2 separate regions of the Sus scrofa genome follow, and region 1 is linked to region 2. The links are chromatin contacts, called in public Hi-C maps. All regions are on one chromosome and are shown on one strand. The core of a region is the stretch at or near the end of the contact, and the rest is flanking DNA. Distances in the headings are between cores, read along the strand shown. Region 1 has its middle 130 kb from the start of TRNAD-GUC. Region 2 overlaps DAPK1 (death-associated protein kinase 1).

Region 1 (5,266 bases), core at 499-2,998, 330 kb after region 2:
ACGGTGGTGCAGGTCGCAGACATGGCTCGGATCTGGTGTGGCTGTGGCTGTGGTGGAGGCCAGCAATTGCAGCTCCAGTGCGACCACTAGCCTGAAAACTTCCATATGAAGCCTTAAAAAGAAAAAACAAGAAAAAAAGAGAAAAAGAAAAATGGATATGAAGTAAGGAGGCGGGCGTGGGGTGGGATCTGAGTCATGGCTGCCCTGCCTGGTGCTGTTGCCCTTCTTCTCTGGGACCACAGGTGATGGGAACGGCAAAGGAAGGTGAAATTAAGAAAATTAAGGAATGTATGTGCCGGCTCTAAAAGTACTTTGCTTCACAGCCGGATCTCCTATTTTTGCAGGGTGCATGGGGTTTTTTCATTCAGGCTTTGTTCTTTTAGGAAGGTACTGGGGGTGAGGGGGCCGGACGTGGGGGTGTCATTCGTGAACCATAAAGAAAGAAAACTGGAGTTTGGGGCAACAATGGAGAAGCTCTTGGAGTAAATTTTTGTCATAAAAATAAAGAAAATACTGGCTGAATTTTTTTTTTTTTTTTTTTTTGTCTTTTTCTAGGGCCACACCCATGGAGGTTCCCAGGCTAGGGGTCCAATTGGAGCTGTAGCTGCTGGCCTACGCCAGAGCCACAGCAATGGGGGATCCAAGCCACATCTGTGACCTACACCACAGCTCACGGCCATGCCAGATCCTTAACCCACTGAGTGAGGCCAGGGATCGAACCCTCAACCTCATGGTTCCTAGTCGGATGGTTAACCACTGCGCCACGATGGGAACTCCTGAATTATTTTCTTCCTCAAGGCTAAGATAGAACAAGGTGTGGAGAGACTGCTTCTGATGGGCCTGTAAAATCATGTGAGCGAAATTTTGGATGACTAGCTCAACATTGCTCTCTTAAATTTTCTTTTTTTACTTTTTAGGGCTGCACCCTCAGCATATGGATGTTGGCAGGGCAAGAGTGGAACTGGAGCTGCAGCTGTCGGCCTACACCACAGCCACAGCAATGAGGGATCCGATCCATGTCTGTGACCTACACCAGAGCTCACGGCAATGCGGGATCCTTAACCCACTGAGCAAGGCCAGGGATTGAAGCCGCATCCCCCTGGTTACTAGTCAGATTCATTTCTGCTGAGCCACATCGGGAACTCCTACATTTCCTAATATTTTTAAAATTAAAGTTAACTGAGGACAGTTGTGCTTTCGGTAATATCAGAATCTACAAGCTTCGTTCAACTCTACCCCATCCCGAATAGCTGCAAGTATATATTTTCTCCTTCTAACTATGCTTTCGATCTCCATTCTGATTATTGCAAGTTATGCAAATCAAGCTGGAGAAAAGATTTAATTCAATCAACTATGGGTCGGCTTACCCTCATTTGAATATTAGCTGTCGTCTATATGTAAATGACTAGGCAGAGAAGGAAACTTGTTGCTCTACCCCGTGACCAATCCAGATGGATTGTGCCAGATCTCAAGGTCAGGTTCAAAGTCAAATTGCTTGTGGGAGGTTTTCTGTGGGCCCGGGAGCAGGATGCTCCACTTTCCAGGTCTGTGCTGGGGCTGACTCTAAAAGAGGGCTGATTTTTTTCGACACTGTCAGCAAGACTTCCATCTTGTCCATTATTTGTGATGTGAAAGAGAGATGGAGGGAGAGACAGAGGGATTGTTTCTCTAGGCTGAGAAATCTCCATTCACTCAAACGCAGCTGCATTCTTCACATACCAGGTCCAGGAAGGCAGCTAAGGTATCCATTCCCAGAGGACAAGTAGGACAGGAGGCTGTCTGGAGCGGTGAGCAAGCTCAGAGGAGAGAGATTCTCTCCAAATCTCACAAAGGGCAAGAACAGAGAAATTATCTGCAGAGACTGAGTCTTTAGCCCAAGGTGGGGGGTGGGGGTAGTGAAAGAGGGAAGGGAGCAGAGGACAAGCTAAGAAAGAAGGGGAGTTCCCACTGCAGCTCAGTGGGTTAAGAACCTGACTGGTATCCATGAGGATTTGAGTTCCATCCCTGGCCTCACTCAGTGGGTTAAGGGGTCTGGCTTTACTGCAAGCAAAAATAAAACAAAGAAAGAAGCCTCCTCAGGGCCACAAGCAAAACATTGTCTCTTTGAAGTACTAACCCTGCTTTTAGGTTGTGGAGGAAGGACAGAGAGGGGAAGGCTGGGTTATAAACATGCTATTTGTTTATCACGAAGGTGCTAAATCAGTTTCCAGGCACCGATGTTGTTTCGCTTTAGAAATCTAGAGATGTGTTCTTCCTGGAAGGCTGACCAAATCCGAGAGTAGATTCGTCCTCTTCCTCTTCTATTTTTTTTCCCCCCTCCCACTAAACTGGGTCAGGGAGAGAGTTTCATATTTGTGTTGTTGTTGTTACACTGCCAGCTCAGGAGTAAGATGATTGGCTGAGACTTAGAGCTTAACAATTAACGTTAAATACAGGCAGCTGGCTGGGGTTTGATTAAAAGCCACAATCAAGAAATCTGGCAATCTGGAATTTCGTGATGGCTGAAGTCTGTTTTTTTTTTTTTTTTTTTTTAACCCCATCTGCACAATCGCTAGTCTTTCAGGGCCTTTTGCTTTACTGATACATTCATTTTTGATGTTTAAAAAATTGGCAGAAGGCGCTCCTCATTCAGAAGGACCATCCGCACCTGCACTCCTCTTTGGGGTGTGCTTCACTGTCTTGCTTCTGTCTTAAATAAAAAGCTATTTCTTTGTGTCTCCCTGGCCCCCCAAAAGGCAGAAATCCTCTGAAGTCATGCAAGATTCCTTGATTCTGAAACAGCTGAGGAGTGCTCTGTTGCTGCCCATGTGATTTGGAGTTTCTGCTCCATTTGATGAAAACGAACACTGAAGACACAGGTCAGTTTGTTAGCACAACGTTTAATTTGTCTTTTTTTCTCCTACTCAATTAATTGCTCATAAATGGGAAAACAAAACATCTCAACCCCCTTCCACTGGCCGGGCTGTTCTGCAGGCTGTATTTCGTTGTTTCTAGCGCCACCTTGTGGACGACACCTACATTTACACTACGTATGGCGGTCAAGAATGGATTCATGTTAATACATTGTCCATGTAACTTCTTGGTGATGAAATCTAAATATAATGATCACTTAGTTTCTATTAGAGAAATATTTAAGAAAATATATTATAATAGGAAATACTAATTGTGGTGAATATGGAAATTGTGCACCACTGTGAAATATATGAAGCCTATATAGTTTGGGGTCTGTGTACCTTTTCAAATCATGGTTTTCTCCAGATATATACCCAAGAGTGGGATTGTTGGATCATATGGTAGATATATATTTAGTTTTGTAAAGAACCTCCATTCTGTTTTCCATAATAGTTGCACCAACTTACATTCCCACCAGTGGTGTAGGAGGGTCCCCTTTTCTTCACACCCTCTCCGGCATTTATTGTTTGTAGGCTTTTTGATGATAGCATTCTGACTGGTATAAGGTGGCACCTCATTGTGGTTTTGACTTGCATTTCTCTAATAGTTGGTGATGTTAAAAATCTTTTCATGTGCCTATTGGTCATCTGTCTGTCCTCTTTGGATAAATGTCTATTTAGATCTGCCCTTTTTTTTTTTTTTTTTTTTCTTTTTAGAGCTGCATCCACAACATATGGAGGTTACCAAGCTAGGGGTTGAATCAGAGCTACAGCTACCAGCCTACACCACAGCCACAGCAATGCCAGATCCTTAACCCAGTGAGCGAGGCCAGGGATCAAACCTGCAGCCTCATGGTTCCTAGTTGGATTCGTTTCCGCTGCGCCATGACGGGAACTCCTTGTGCGCATTTTTTTTTTGATTGGGCTTTTTTTTTTTTTTTTGAGATGTTTGTATATTTTGGAGATTAATCCCTTGTTGGTTGCTTTGTTTGCAAAGATTTTCTCCCATTCTGTGGGTTGTCTTGTACAACTTGCCTTCTTTATCCTATGACTTATAGCAAAGCTGTAGAATCAATTTTGGCAAGCGTGACTTAGACACTTACAGAATTGTCAAAACTGTCATATTTGTAGGCACTCAAAAGTACAATTTTTGTAGTCAAAGCTGAACATTAACTTTTTTGTGTGTGTGCATTTTTGATATAATTATTCCAGTTCCTTGTAGAGGCAAATGGATGTTTCTGGCAGAATGGGGGAAGAAATGAAACCAGAAAAGCACATCAATATCCTTCAATAAACTATTGCCTTCATTTCATTGTCATTAGTTCTAAAAACGCAAAATCTCGTAGTTTGAGGAAAAACTTGGAAAGCAAGATGCAGCATCTATATTATGTCTTCTTAATGTTTCTTTCCTGATTTGACCAAACTCAGACTGGTTGCTATTTGATTTTACATTAACAATCTCCTTAGGTGGAGGTAGAAGCAACAAGATAGGAGAAGCTGGTGCATTTTAATTGGGACCCGATTTACCATCACAAAGAGGTGAGTTAGGTATAGACGGTGGGTTTTCTTGCCAATCCAGTCCCTACACCAAAGCAGTGTTAGCCCTCTAAACAAAACCACCTTTATTATTTATTCCTTTTAAAAACCTTCAAGGTGGAGTTCCCATCGTGGATCAGCGGCAACAAACCCAACTAGTATCCATGAGGACTCGGGTTCGATCTCTGGTCTCGCTCAGTGCACTGAGGATCCAGTGTTGCTGCGAGCTGTGGTGTGTAGATCGCAGACTTGGCTTGGATCCTGAGTTGCTGTGGCTGTGGTATAGACTGGTAGCTACAGCTCTGATTAGATCCCTAGTCTGGGAACTTCCATATGCCAGGGGTGTGTCCCTAAAAAGACAAAACAAAGCAAAACGAAAACCTTCATGGTTCCCTAGGGGATATAAATTGAATTTCAAACTTTCAAGGTATCTTGTAATACAGCACCCTTGGAGTTCTTCAATTTTTATTCCCTAGGGAAACTTGAAAGTTTTTGTTTTGTTTTGTTTTTGTTTTAGTGTCTTTAAACAAACAGCACAGGGAGTTCCCTTGTGGTGCCGTGGGTTAAGGATCTGATATGGCCACTGCAGTGGCTCGGGTTGTTGCTGTGGTGTGATTTGATCCCTGGCCCAGGAACTTCCATGTGCCGTGGGTGTGGCTAGAAAAAAAGAAAAAGCACAGATTAACATGCTATAAATGTTCAAACAGTTCAGGATGACATAGAAGAGAGAATATCTCTCTGCTCACTCCCCAAAAACTCAGCACCACCCCAGAGACGACAGATTCTGGTGTCAGATCTTCTGGCGGTGGCCAATGGAAATAAATGTAACCTATTTATCC
Region 2 (5,206 bases), core at 806-3,305:
GTTGCAGACGCGGCTTGGATCCCGCGTTGCTGTGGCTCTGGTGTAGGCCGGTGGCTACAGCTCCGATTGGACCCCTAGCCTGGGAACCTCCATATGCCGCAAGAGCAGCCCAAGAAATAGCAAAAAGACAAAAAAAAAGAAAAGAAAAAAGAAAGAAATCTCGTTTTGTCCAAGAAAATGCTGCTACACTGGCCTGACACCTTGGCTTTTATGATGTCCTTGATTCCGGAAGATTGCACCAACACACACACACCTTCAAATCTTTCAAGTGTAGATGAGTGGTGGGCAGGTGAGCAAAAGATTTCAAAGGCCAAAGGAAGGGGTCTGGGGGCCGCAAGCCACCTCACGTTGCTGCTCTCGGCCCAGGGCCTTTGTATTTCTTCCTGGCTCCTCCCTTCCCGCCCCCATCAAGACTACTGGCCTGGGCTGGGACAGACTCACTCATCCTTCACCTTGCCCTTGGGAAGACAGGCCAGGAAACTGCTCTCTCCATCAAGATGGACAGAATCCACCATGATCTTGAAAGGCAAAATATACTTCTCCCATCTGAGGAAATCTCACCTCGTCCTTGAGGCTGACCCCTTCCTGTGCTCACGAAAAACCTTGAAGAATCTGAACACAACCCAGTTTGACAGACTCAAACTGGGACTCAAGTTTCTGAAATTTCTCCCTGCCGGGTGGGCGGTGCGTTCTCACTTTTCACCACTAGATGTCGCAGCAGGTGCAGGGGTCCGGCCCAGACCAGCAAGGCTCCTTCCAGGAACCTAAGTGTGGGTCCTTTCCAAGGCAGACTACCGTTGTGATGCAGAGAGGGGCACGTAACATCAAGGAAGATGCTGAGCGTGCTCCCAGCTAGCTCTAGAAGCGGGAGAATACTGAGTTCTTCGGAGGGGGAGCACCAAAGTCCACCCCGGTCTAATTTAACAGAAGCTCCAAGCCCCCTACCCCCCGCCCCCGTTCCCCGGGCTGGTCAGGCCTCACTGACTGGGCCAGAGAGCAGTAGCGGTGACACTGCCTGGGGGTTGAGGCTACCGTGGGACCTAAGTCTTGGCTCCTGCCTTGAAACATCCTCTTGTCTCAGATGCCGCTGCCCCCAAAGGCTGGCGGATATGGCTGGGATGTGCTAAGGCCTGGGGGCTTCTTGGGTGCAGGCTGGGAAGGTGGCATGAACCCTGAGAAATCAGAATCCTAGACCAAAAGCAGACCCCCAGGTGGTCGTAAAGGTGCGTTGGTGATAGTGAGAAGCTAGAACACATGGTATTTCCCCCTTAGCTTTAACCATCCTTCTCTCTCTCCCTTCCTCCCTCTTTCGTTCCTTCTTTCTTTTCTCCCTTTCTTTCTCACTTCCCTTTTTTCCTTTTACGGCCGCGCCCCGGGCATATGGAAGTTCCCAGGCTAGGGGGCGAATCGGAGCTACAGCTGCCAGTCTACGCCACAGCCACAGCAATGCCAGATCCCACGAAAACCTGGAGCCTACGCCATAGCTCACAGGAACGCCAGATCCTCAACCCACTGAACAGGGCCAGGGATCAAACCCGCATCCTCCTGGATACTAGTCAGGTTTGTAACCCGCTGAGCCACAATAGGAACTCCCGGGTATTGGTTTAAATGTCACCATCAGAGAGGCATCCCCTGACCAAGTCAGTGGAAAGCAGCTGCCCCCCTCCCCATCTCTCTGCTTGCTCCCATTTCACCCTGTTTGAATCTCCTGTACGTCCACCAGGGGGCAGCAAACCTTTCTGTAAAGGGCCAGGCGGTCTCTGCTGTGACTGCCATGTATGTAGCTAGAAACTAGCCACCAACCCGAATAAATAGAGGGGGGTAACTGTGCTATGATAAAACTTTACAAAACAGGTGACGGGCCAGCTTTGGTTCCATGGCACTGCCACTCATTGACTTACCCTGATACTGTGACTACCTTTTTAAATGAGTTATCATTTGGTAACTGCATGGCTTTTTGAAGCCCTGGTGAATCTCGATTTCTAGTTTCCTTTCTTTCAGCACCTTTTGCCTCCTGGCAATTTAGCTTTCACTTTCTCATCTGCAGAGACGACCAACTATCAGCAGACTGATGGGAGAAGGAGCTCTGATCTGGGAAAGCCAGATAAGAGCGTGGAGAGTGACGTGGCTTTTCACACGTGGCAGGATGCAATTAGACCCAGCAGGAGGGGAGCAGCAACGGTTCATTATGCAAATGCAGTTTACTTGGGGTGAATTTTTAAATTCTGGGCAAACTCCCAACTTTGACCTCTTTTTCGAAATACTCCTGGGCATCTTTCTTCACTAATCTCAGGCTGAGGAAAAGCAACTCCTTTTAATATCAGTTTATAGGAAAGCTGATTAGAAGGACAATCAAACAAAATAAAAATAAGCCAACCCCCCAAACCCCTTAAAACCAGTATGTTAAAATCAGATAAGAATGGAACTTGGAGTTCCCATTGTTGGCTCAGTGGTTAACGAATCTGACTAGCATCCATGAGGACGCAGGTTTGATCCCTGGCCTTGTTCAATGGGTTAAGGATCCAGCATTGCCATGAGCTGTGGTGTAGGTCACAGACGCAGCTCAGATCCTACATTGCTGTGGTTGTGATGTAGGCCGGCAGCTACAGTTCTGATTTGACCCCTAGCCTGGGAACCTCCATATGCCTCGGGTGCGGCTCTAGAAAAGACAAAGGAAAGAGACAAAACAAACAAACAAACAAAAACAATAAACCTGGAGTTCCTGTCATGGCTCAGCAGTAACGAACCCGACTAGTACCCATGAGGATGTGGGTTTGATCCCTGGCCTCACTCAGTGGGTTAAGGATTTGGCTTTTCTGTGAGCTGTGATGTAGATTGCAGACAAGGCTTGGATCCCGAGTTGCTGTGGCTGTGGCGTAGGCCAGCAGCTGCAGCTCTGATTTGACCCCTAGCCTGGAAATGCAGCGAGTATGGCCCTAAAAATATATAAGAAAATAATAATGATGATAATAAGCCTCTCTGCTGGCTTTCTCTGCAGACAGAGCCTCCTCCTCAAGGCAACTGCCCACAAGGCCTCTGTGATGCATCCTCCACCTCATTTAACACATAGGGAGGAGGTCCTGCCGTGATCATGCTCAAGAACCAGATTCCAGGACTGGGCGTGCCCACATCCCAAGCCATTCTTCATTTCAGGTTGATTTTTTTTTAGGAAAAGAAAAAAAAAAAAAAAAAAAAAAAAAAAAGGTAGAAGGTGGTTAGAGAGCCTTTGCAGCCAATTCCTCCCTTTCTGGTTCATCCGGAAGCCGAGGTCCGGGGTCGTCTGGGAAATGACTATGCGAACCAGCATGCGGGTCTTGCTGAACGCGGAGCTGGCAAGACTCTGCTGAAGGGAACGGACCCCAGGTCACCCCTTAGAAGGTCCCCTTGTGGATCCCTGCCCGCCCCCTGGGCTGGCTAGGAGTCCATACTCGAGAAGCCCCAAGCCCCGGCATGGATCATGAAAGCTGGCATTGCTATTTCGGGCTGGATCTTGGCTCAGCACTAATGAGCATGTTGCCTGACCTTACAGAGCCCAGGTTTCCTGCAGGAACGTCCCCATCTTGGGGATGTGAAATTACAGGGCTGCCACATAGAGTGAGGCTTAAACAGGGGCTGTCACTAAAAGCGACTCTCAAGTGTACCCTGCCACAGCTGTGGTCGATGACGATACCCCAACATCTGCTCCTGGGGGCTGGGTCACAGGAGGGGCCACCATGGAAACCTCCACGTTTCCCCAGGATTGGGAGAATGGTCTGGAGGATGCCAGTGAGGAGGCGGCAAACACATGGCGCTTACTGTGTGCAGGCACTGCTCGAAGGAGACATGTACATCACCCCTTCGACCCTTACCACCATCCTGTGAACAGCACTATAGGCACCTCATTTAACACATAGGGAGGAGGTCCCGCTGTGGCTCAGTTGTAGCAAGCCCATCTAAGAGCCATGAGGACTCAGGTTCGATCCCTGGCTTTGCTCTGTGGGTTAAGGATCTGGCATTGCCATGAGCTGTGGTGTAGGTCACAGATGTGGGTCAGATCTGGCGTTGCTGTGGCTGTGGGGTAGCCTGGCAAGATGCAGTTCCAATTCGACCCCGAGCCTAGGAACATTCATGTGCTGCAGGTGTGGCCCTAAAAAGCAAACAATCACCACCACCATCACCACCACAAAATCTAGACACCAAAAAACAAAGGTGAAAATTAATAGGGAAAAAAAAGGAAAACCCATCTGGGACCATGCAAGAACCCACGCCACACTGAATTCAAAATTCTAGACTGGGAGTTCCCGTCATGGCACAGCGGAAACGAATTCGACTAGGAATCATGAGGTTGCGGGGGGGTTGATCCCTGGGTTAAGGATCCAGCATTGTTGTGAGCTGTGGTGTAGGCTGCAGATGCAGCTGGGATCCCGCACTGCTGTGGTGCAGGCCAAAAAGAAAAAAAAAATTCTAGACTGGAACAGACACCCTTTCCCTGAGATGCATGGGGGTGCACCTACTGTTTATGTGCTGAATTGTAAAAGTAGCTGAAGCACACTGCAGAAAATAGGGGAATCAGATTAAAGGAGAAAGAGCTTTGAGCTCCGTCAAGCCAACCCGCTCGGCCTTGGCTGTGGCGTCGGGCCCTCTCCTTCCTGTTTTTATTCTGGGCTTTTATTCATTGTTTCCCACCTGCTGTAATGGACATCTGGTTTTGCACTCAGCATAGTGATCTGCTTTTATTATTTTATTTTATTTATTTATTTTACTTTCGGCCTGTACCTGCGGCACATGGAGGTTCCCAGTCCAGGGGGTGAATCAGAGCTGCAGCTGCCAGCCTACACCACAGTCACAGCAACACGGGATCCAAGCCACATCTGCGATCTGCGCAGCAGCTTGTGGCAACGCTGGATCCCTAACCCATGACGGAGGCCAGGGATGGAACCTCAGGTTTGGCATGGACCCTATGTTGGGTTCTTAACCAGCTGAGCCAGAACTCTCGTCTATAAACATAAGGTGCAAATGCCCGGCTCCCTACTATAAAATCCAGCAGAAGTCAGAGGCTGCACACCAGTGATCTCTGAACCACTTGGCCTGAAGTTGTGTTTCATTTGGTTGAATATCGATTCAAATAAAGTGAATTTTAAGACTGGGAGGCTTTCTGTGAAAGTTCATTGTTGACTTGCTGACAGGCTCTTAGGCTCCCTGCTCCCAATTCCCCACCTTGTTTTGC

Evidence for each region. A called contact is a pair of places that touch in the nucleus more often than the background predicts.
Region 1: a Hi-C map of omental adipose tissue shows a contact between it and region 2, with 4 times the contacts expected there. The contact joins two enhancer-like sites. A contact is called at or near these places in 2 of 5 promoter capture datasets (fetal skeletal muscle and liver), 29 of 47 Hi-C or Micro-C datasets (adipose tissue, alveolar macrophages, blood and 17 more) and 2 of 2 datasets of contacts at active chromatin or transcription factors (alveolar macrophages and skeletal muscle).

Annotation. Positions count from the first base shown.
Region 1 is chr10:28,089,018-28,094,283 of Sscrofa11.1, forward strand. No RefSeq gene overlaps it. Among named protein-coding and RNA genes, the nearest start is that of TRNAD-GUC, 130 kb to the right of the region's middle. Within about 2 kb of position 1,749, at least 16 of the 83 cell types and tissues checked have an H3K27ac peak or open chromatin away from gene starts, as enhancers often do. A contact at or near this core is called in omental adipose tissue, where this site is marked.
Region 2 is chr10:27,757,121-27,762,326 of Sscrofa11.1, forward strand. The region is part of intron 19 of DAPK1 (death-associated protein kinase 1); the gene reads right to left. Among named protein-coding and RNA genes, the nearest start is that of CTSL, 85 kb to the left of the region's middle. Within about 2 kb of position 2,056, at least 13 of the 83 cell types and tissues checked have an H3K27ac peak or open chromatin away from gene starts, as enhancers often do. A contact at or near this core is called in omental adipose tissue, where this site is marked.